2 separate regions of the Mus musculus genome follow, and region 2 is linked to region 1. Evidence: chromatin contacts called from public promoter capture Hi-C data. All regions are on one chromosome and are shown on one strand. The core of a region is the stretch at or near the end of the contact, and the rest is flanking DNA. Distances in the headings are between cores, read along the strand shown.

What was found. Promoter capture Hi-C pulls out the DNA fragments that hold promoters and counts their contacts.
Region 2: a contact with region 1 is called in a promoter capture Hi-C map of 3T3-L1-derived adipocytes, with 5 times the contacts expected there. The contact joins the promoter of Cox14 here to the promoter of Nckap5los in region 1. A contact is called at or near these places in 10 of 39 promoter capture datasets (the 3T3-L1 cell line, 3T3-L1-derived adipocytes, the SN4741 cell line and 6 more), 2 of 484 Hi-C or Micro-C datasets (both in embryonic stem cells) and 4 of 115 datasets of contacts at active chromatin or transcription factors (the NIH/3T3 cell line, embryonic stem cells and microglia).

Annotation. Positions count from the first base shown.
Region 1 is chr15:99,431,033-99,434,165 of GRCm38.p6, reverse strand. It overlaps Nckap5los (a long non-coding RNA gene), which reads right to left and starts at 1,354. Exons shown (of 5, transcript XR_003951477.1): 1 at 1,312-1,354; 2 at 1-1,169. Nckap5l (NCK-associated protein 5-like) reads left to right here. Exons shown (of 13, transcript NM_001001884.1): 3 at 1-126; 4 at 528-596; 5 at 683-721; 6 at 1,342-1,461. The coding sequence starts at 16.
Region 2 is chr15:99,723,823-99,726,946 of GRCm38.p6, reverse strand. It overlaps Cox14 (cytochrome c oxidase assembly protein 14), which reads right to left and starts at 1,329. Exons shown (of 2, transcript NM_183256.3): 1 at 1,099-1,329. Gpd1 (glycerol-3-phosphate dehydrogenase 1 (soluble)) reads right to left here. Exons shown (of 8, transcript NM_010271.3): 8 at 1,933-3,124. It overlaps Gm16537 (predicted gene 16537), which reads left to right and starts at 2,473. Exons shown (of 3, transcript NR_155353.1): 1 at 2,473-2,630.

The sequences.
Region 1 (3,133 bases), core at 105-2,604:
CTGACTCCCAAGGTCATGGACCAGCCGGCCGGAGGCACCGGAAAGCTGAGGGCATCGGCTGGTGAGGACGACAGCATGGAGCTCAGCACCTGCCAGGAGCTTCTGCACCGACTTCGGGAGCTGGAGGTACGCGGTGGCAGGCAGGGCAGGGCGGGGCATGGGGAGTCAGGGCTGCCCACCGCTGAGCTCAGTGTGGAGAAGGCTTGCCAGGCAGGAGAGGGCTGGACGGTTGGTTCTTTATTAAAGCTCCCCTGGGAAGCCCCGGTTCCTCTTCACTCTCCAGCTCGGGCGACAGTGAAGAGTACGTAGCTGTCCTATGCCACGAGTGTCTCTTCCCCACCCCCACCCCACCTTTACGACCCTACTGGTTCCAAGGACAGTGATATCCATAGAGGCTACTAGGTAAAACGGTCAGATAACCCTGGTCCAGGAGTTTGATGGACAGGGCAAAGCCTGTCCACTCTGCCACCCTCGCTCCCAGGGTACAAATGAGCCTCAATGATTCCCCTTTCCACCTCACCCTACAGGCAGAGAACTCGGCGCTTGCGCAGGCCAATGAGAACCAGCGGGAGACTTACGAACGCTGTCTGGATGAGGTCTGTGGGGTTTGCCGAAGGACAGGGCTGGGGACAGGGGTGGGTGGGCAAAACGCCAGCTCAGCTCCCGGACTTTGTGTCCCCAGGTTGCCAACCACGTGGTACAGGCTCTACTGAACCAGAAGGTGAGTGGATTCAGGACTGTCTCACACCCACCTAACTGCTGCAGGATAGACCCAGGGTATACACAGGAGGTACAGCCCTGGGACTCCAGAGACCTGCTCAACTAAGTCTCTACCACCACGGAGTAGCCTAGGAGGAGCTCCCTATTGGCCCACTTGGCCCATGCCACTACCTCTGATTGGCCCGTTATTCTCTACCAGGAAGCAGAGTGAGTTGTTAAGGCCAGGTCTCTGAACCATGGGAACTTTGATTTGGACTAGAATGCCTTCTCTTACCTGGAGCCCAGCTGATTTCTCTATCGCCTTCAAAACACTACCAACGTCATGAGCCTCTATGGCCTTGAAGTGTTTTCTTCAGATCGCTGTGATGCGGGCCACTTAGACGTCAGGGTTCTCCCACGCCTTAGATGCCCCTCCCTTTTGACATGGCTTCTAGGAGGGAGGAAGCCAGCTGCAGAAATGGTGGAAATGACAGACTGGCCTTTACCGTAGTTCATTAGGGTAGCAAACCTTGAGAGCTCATCCCCAGAGGCTGTAGGTGTGAGCACAGCTGGCGGGGGCGGGAAGTCGCTGTCCCTCTCCTGCCTCCTCACCTTTGCTTCCTGTCCTTCCTGGGTGGACAGGACCTGCGGGAAGAGTGTATCAAACTGAAGAAGAGGGTGTTTGACCTGGAGCGGCAGAATCAGGTGTTGAGTGCACTACTGCAGCAGAAACTACAGCTCACGGCCAACTCCCTCCCTCAGGTGGGCAGATCATTTTCCTGTGGGCCCCGTCAGCATCAGCTTGCTCTTCTGTTCACCTCATAGGAGCAGGGTGTCCGCTGTCCTTAACACAGGGCCTGTGACCTTGCGGTGAAGGTATACTTGGACTAACAGACTTGCATTTTAGCTGAAAGAAAACTTCCCGAGTCCCTATAGACTCATCTGTCAACGCCATTCCCAGGGTCTCCCTACTCAGGCAGACAGTATCTTCAGTTGTTGTTGTTGAAGGAGGAGGAGGGGGAGGACAGGGTCTCACTCTGCATCCCTGGCTGGACTTACACTCAGGCAGTCCTCCTGCCTCAGCTACCCAAGTACTAAGATGAGAAGCATGGCCCTCACTCCTAGTGTACCCCTTCATATAAGAGAAAGTTGAGATTCACCCTGCCCTGTGTGGGGAGTCGGTCGGGTGGAGGCTGCAAATGCAGTTATTTCCAGTTCCCTAGAGGCCCCTGTGGCCACTGACGTGGCTTCTTCCTGGCCAGGGCCAGGGCAGGGCTAAGCATAAGGAGCCCAGAGCTGCGTGTCACAGAGAGGACAAGAACGGCACTTCACCCCGTTCACTGGATATGGGTGGCTGCACATACTGGGTTTGAACTTCACAGGCACTGGTTTCTATTGGCAGGCTGGACCCTGCCTGCCCTGGGAACAGTGTGGGGGTGGGGGTGGGGCGCTGGCTCGGGGTATGAGTCCTGGGATCAGTTGTCATGGATGTCACTCTGTCAGGAGCCTCAAGGATGGAAGAAGATACAGAGATAAGAGTGGTCTGGAAGTCAAGGAGAATAGCAGGTTGCCTCTGAGGGCAGCCAGCCCCTGCCCCCATTTTGACAATGAAAGCAGCTTTATCAGCGTGGAGCTGAGCCATGTCTGTCTGAACATGTGTGTTTGTCCAAATGATCCAGCCTGGTATCTGATTCCCCGTGAACTGAATCTCGGGCAGCAATGGATAGTCCGCAGTTGCCCCTGCAGCTGTTGTGCCTCTGCAGGGACCCCTGAGGCCTAGCTGTCACCAGCCTTCCCCCACCCAGTGAACCACCCACAGTCACTTTTTCAAAAACCTGAATGGACTGTGGGATCACCGAGGGTCGGTCCAGTCAATCTCTCACCCAAGTTCCCATGATGCAATGGAAAATTACAAGCGTTAAATGTTGGCCTCAAGTAAACTGGGGTTGGGTTTCTAACTGAACTGCTTTTTAGCTAAGTGTGGCCTTGGGCAAAGTATCAAACTATATAAATGTTAGGTTTTTCCCTTACAAATGGCACAAAAACACTGGCATTACACATCCTTGCGAGGATTAAATGAGGTAATATATGGTGCTCTGCTCGCTGACAGTCGGCGAATGGCAGCGGTTTAGTAGTATTAACGTGACTCCCAGGGTGAGCTTCGCTGGGTTGAAAGCCCCATTGCGCAGACACTAATTAAGCTTCCCTTGGAAGCCATGCCTTTGCCAAGGCCTGAGGAACCGATCTCAAGGCCCTGTGGGTGTTACATCCTGTGCAGGGTGTGTTTCTGGACGGCTGAGACTGCTTAGAGGCAGCCCATGGACAGCCATGCTAGAGTCAAGTGTGGCAGCTCTGCTTGTCCAAGGGTACAGGATAGGGGCAGCTAGCCCTTGGAGGACTGGGAGGCCTGGGGGTCGGCTTGCTCAGTGGTAAG
Region 2 (3,124 bases), core at 80-2,579, 290 kb before region 1:
TACTAGGAATCAAACCTGGGTCCTCTGGAAGAACAGCAAGGCTCTTAACTGCTGAGCCATCTCTCCAGCCTCAGAACCATATTTTAATCAGGCTACTTATTGTGGTAGTGAAATTCTCCCGAGAGAGGACCTGAAGATAGACTTGAGGATGTGTGTGTCTGGGGGATCCTGCCTGTAGAGTGCCAGAGTCACTTCGCCCTGGTGAAAAGCTAATTTCACCTTGTTCACTGATAGAGAAGATTTGAGTATGATTTAAAGTGGGATGTAACTCAGTGTAGCAGGCACAAAGCCAGAGGTTCAGTCCCCAGAACTGCATTAAACAGAGCATGTGGTATATGCTGGAAATCCCAGCACTCAGGATGTGGACATGAGACCCTGTCAAAAACAAAAAACAAAAAAACGGGGGGGGGGTGTGAAACAAAAAGAAGCAAATCCGAGATAACCTCAAAAACAAACAATAAAACCCTGAAGTTAGAAGCCCAGATACAAGGATTAACTTTGGAAATAAAAGAAACTCTTGAGACTGGCAGAAGGTTTTCATCTGATGGGCATCCTTTACAAAACAAATAAGGATCAAAGCCCTAAAACCACCCCAGCTTCTGTCATTTAGCCCTCTTTGGAGAGACTTGGTGTCCGCAGAAAACAACTTCTGACTAACGGAGCCCAGAAAGGTAAGCTATGAACCCCATATTCTGTAGGATCAGAGAAGGTGGTGAGGACCTCAGAGAAATAAGTGGCTTTGAGGGACCGTGAGGAGCTTTGGGGTTGAGGCGAGCAGTTTCAGAAGGGAGGACAGCCAGGCCGCAGTCACACCAGGAAGGCGGTCGGACTATGACAGCCGGGGAGCCAGCAGGGGCTAGCACAGCGCAGGGACTAGGAGCCGCGCGCTCTCAAGGGCACAGGCCGAGGACGCGCGGTGCGGGACACAGGGGAGCGGAGGGGAGCGCGGTGCGGGGCACAGGGGACAGCAGGGACTCGGAACGGGGAGCAGGGGAACAGCGTGAAAAGCGGCGACACGGGGAGCAGGGGGCGCGGTGCGCCGAGCAGGAGAGCGTGGGGGGAGGGCGAGTGCGCTTGGCCGTCCGGCCCGCGGCCTACCTGGAGGCTGCAACTCGGCCGCGTCAGAGCGATGCCTGCTCAGTCTGCCACTCGCAGAGTCGCGCGGCCGCCGCAGGGCAGGAAGAGGCAGTCACCAACGCGCAGCTCCTCAGCCACTGGTGCTCAGCCCCGCTCCGGACCCGACACCCCCTGCGAAAACTCGCCCACTAAAGCGAGAGCCAGCCTTGAACTTCCGGCTTCTACCTCTCTCTTACGCACGCTCAGTCTAGCCTTCCTCTCGGAAAGGCCCATTGAATTCTGGGGGGTGTGGTTCTGGTCCATCAAGAGCGCTCCTTGGAAAACGGGAAAAATTTTAGCTCAGAATTAGCCAATCCGCAGTCTAAGTTCAGTGACGTAAACTGTAGCTAGGTAGATCCTCGGAATTCTCCAGCGATGGGCCTAGCGCCCCCTACCGCCTGGAGCGGCCCTTTACAGGGTGATCCGGAGGAACCGACCTTAGCTGGACCAGCACTAGTGAGGCCACAGAATGGGTGTAGGGGGTGAGTCGGGGGATGGGAGGGTGACTCGCTAATATTTCTGCCTTGTGCGCGACCTCCTCGTAGGCAGGCAACGTGACAGACCCTGTAAGAAGCGCTGGGAAGACTGGCTGACAGCTTGGGTGGAAGAGGGGATACGAAGCACAAAAGGGGACGGGGGTGGGGTGGGGGGGTGGAGGTGGGGGCTGTGAGCAGAGTGGACGCCAATGCCGATTGATGCCCGAGTGTGGCTGCTATTAAACAAGGATGATTTTTTCCACTTCTTGTCTTACATTGAGTAAAACATGCATGCAGTGATACATGACCCCACACACTGCCACATAAACTCCCCCAACTCTTCCAGTTTCTGGAAAAACCACACTTTATTGGGTAGACAAGTGGCCTGACAGAAGACCTCAGATTCACAGTTGACTGACTGAGCAAACATAGGTTAAGGTGTTGGAATCTGTCTGCATCCCGCCCCAGTCTCCCGGGGAACAGCTCTGAATTGAGTCATGCGTGGGAGGGTTCCAGCCCAGTCGGGATCGATGACAGGGCCCCCCCTCTTCCCCTTACCCGACAGCTCTGACCTTCACTAAGACGGAATTCTTAAAGGCTAGGAGCAGAGAGGGACCTGGCACCTTAATGTGTTAGTTTAATATCAAGCTGGCCAGAGCCACGGTGTCCCAGTTGCTGCCACACAGGAAATGGAGACCCCTGGTGGAGAGAGAAACCTCCAGCTATTTATAGCTAGCGCTCCAGGCTGCTGATCTGTGACATTCTCTTGCTGCCACCCAACTTTGGAACAGGGCCAGTGCAAAGCAGTCTCCCATCCCCCTCTGATCTCCCTCACCCCAGGGCAGGCAGTTTTCAATTGTCCTTCCCTCGAGTTCCCCAGCTCCTGAGGTGTGTGGGTCCGATCTCGCGAGGACCTTGTTCTGTTCCGAGGACAGCTGGCCTTGGACTAGGACCCACCAACCCTTGTGGAAACCTACTGAACCTTTGAGCTGCTCCTTAGTTCTAAGCCTACAGATGCCGGGTGGCCTTCCAGGCTGGGTGAGAACGACTTGGGCAAAAGGAAAGGGCAGAGTCAAGAATATGGGCTGACAGCCCTGAGGACGATAAACTATAAATCCTACATTCTGTTAGACGTGAAGTTGGTGGTGACTGCAGAGAGAAGCGGCCTTGTGGGGAGGACCCTGAGAAGAAAGGTCAGCAGTAGGAGGGGCTGGCCGGGGCCGGAGCTCCTGACTGGGGAGGTGGACAAATAGGAAGGTCAGGGGAGCCTGAGCCATCTGAGCCTGCTGTGAAAAGAGTGTAGCTCTGTCAGCAGATTAGATTCCTGCTCCCCAAAGAGGGTGCTGGCAGCTGGGTGCAGGCAAGGGAAAGCTGGGAAAGGTCACACAGGGTGGGGAGGCCCTGACAAAGCTCCAGGAACCAGGAAGTCTCTGGGAAGAATGGAGCGCCCCAGGGCCAGAGATGCCTGTGGAGAGCAACTCTTGTGCCAGAGTAGCCTGGGGGAGGGGGAAGTAGAGGCTTCTGAGGAAGCA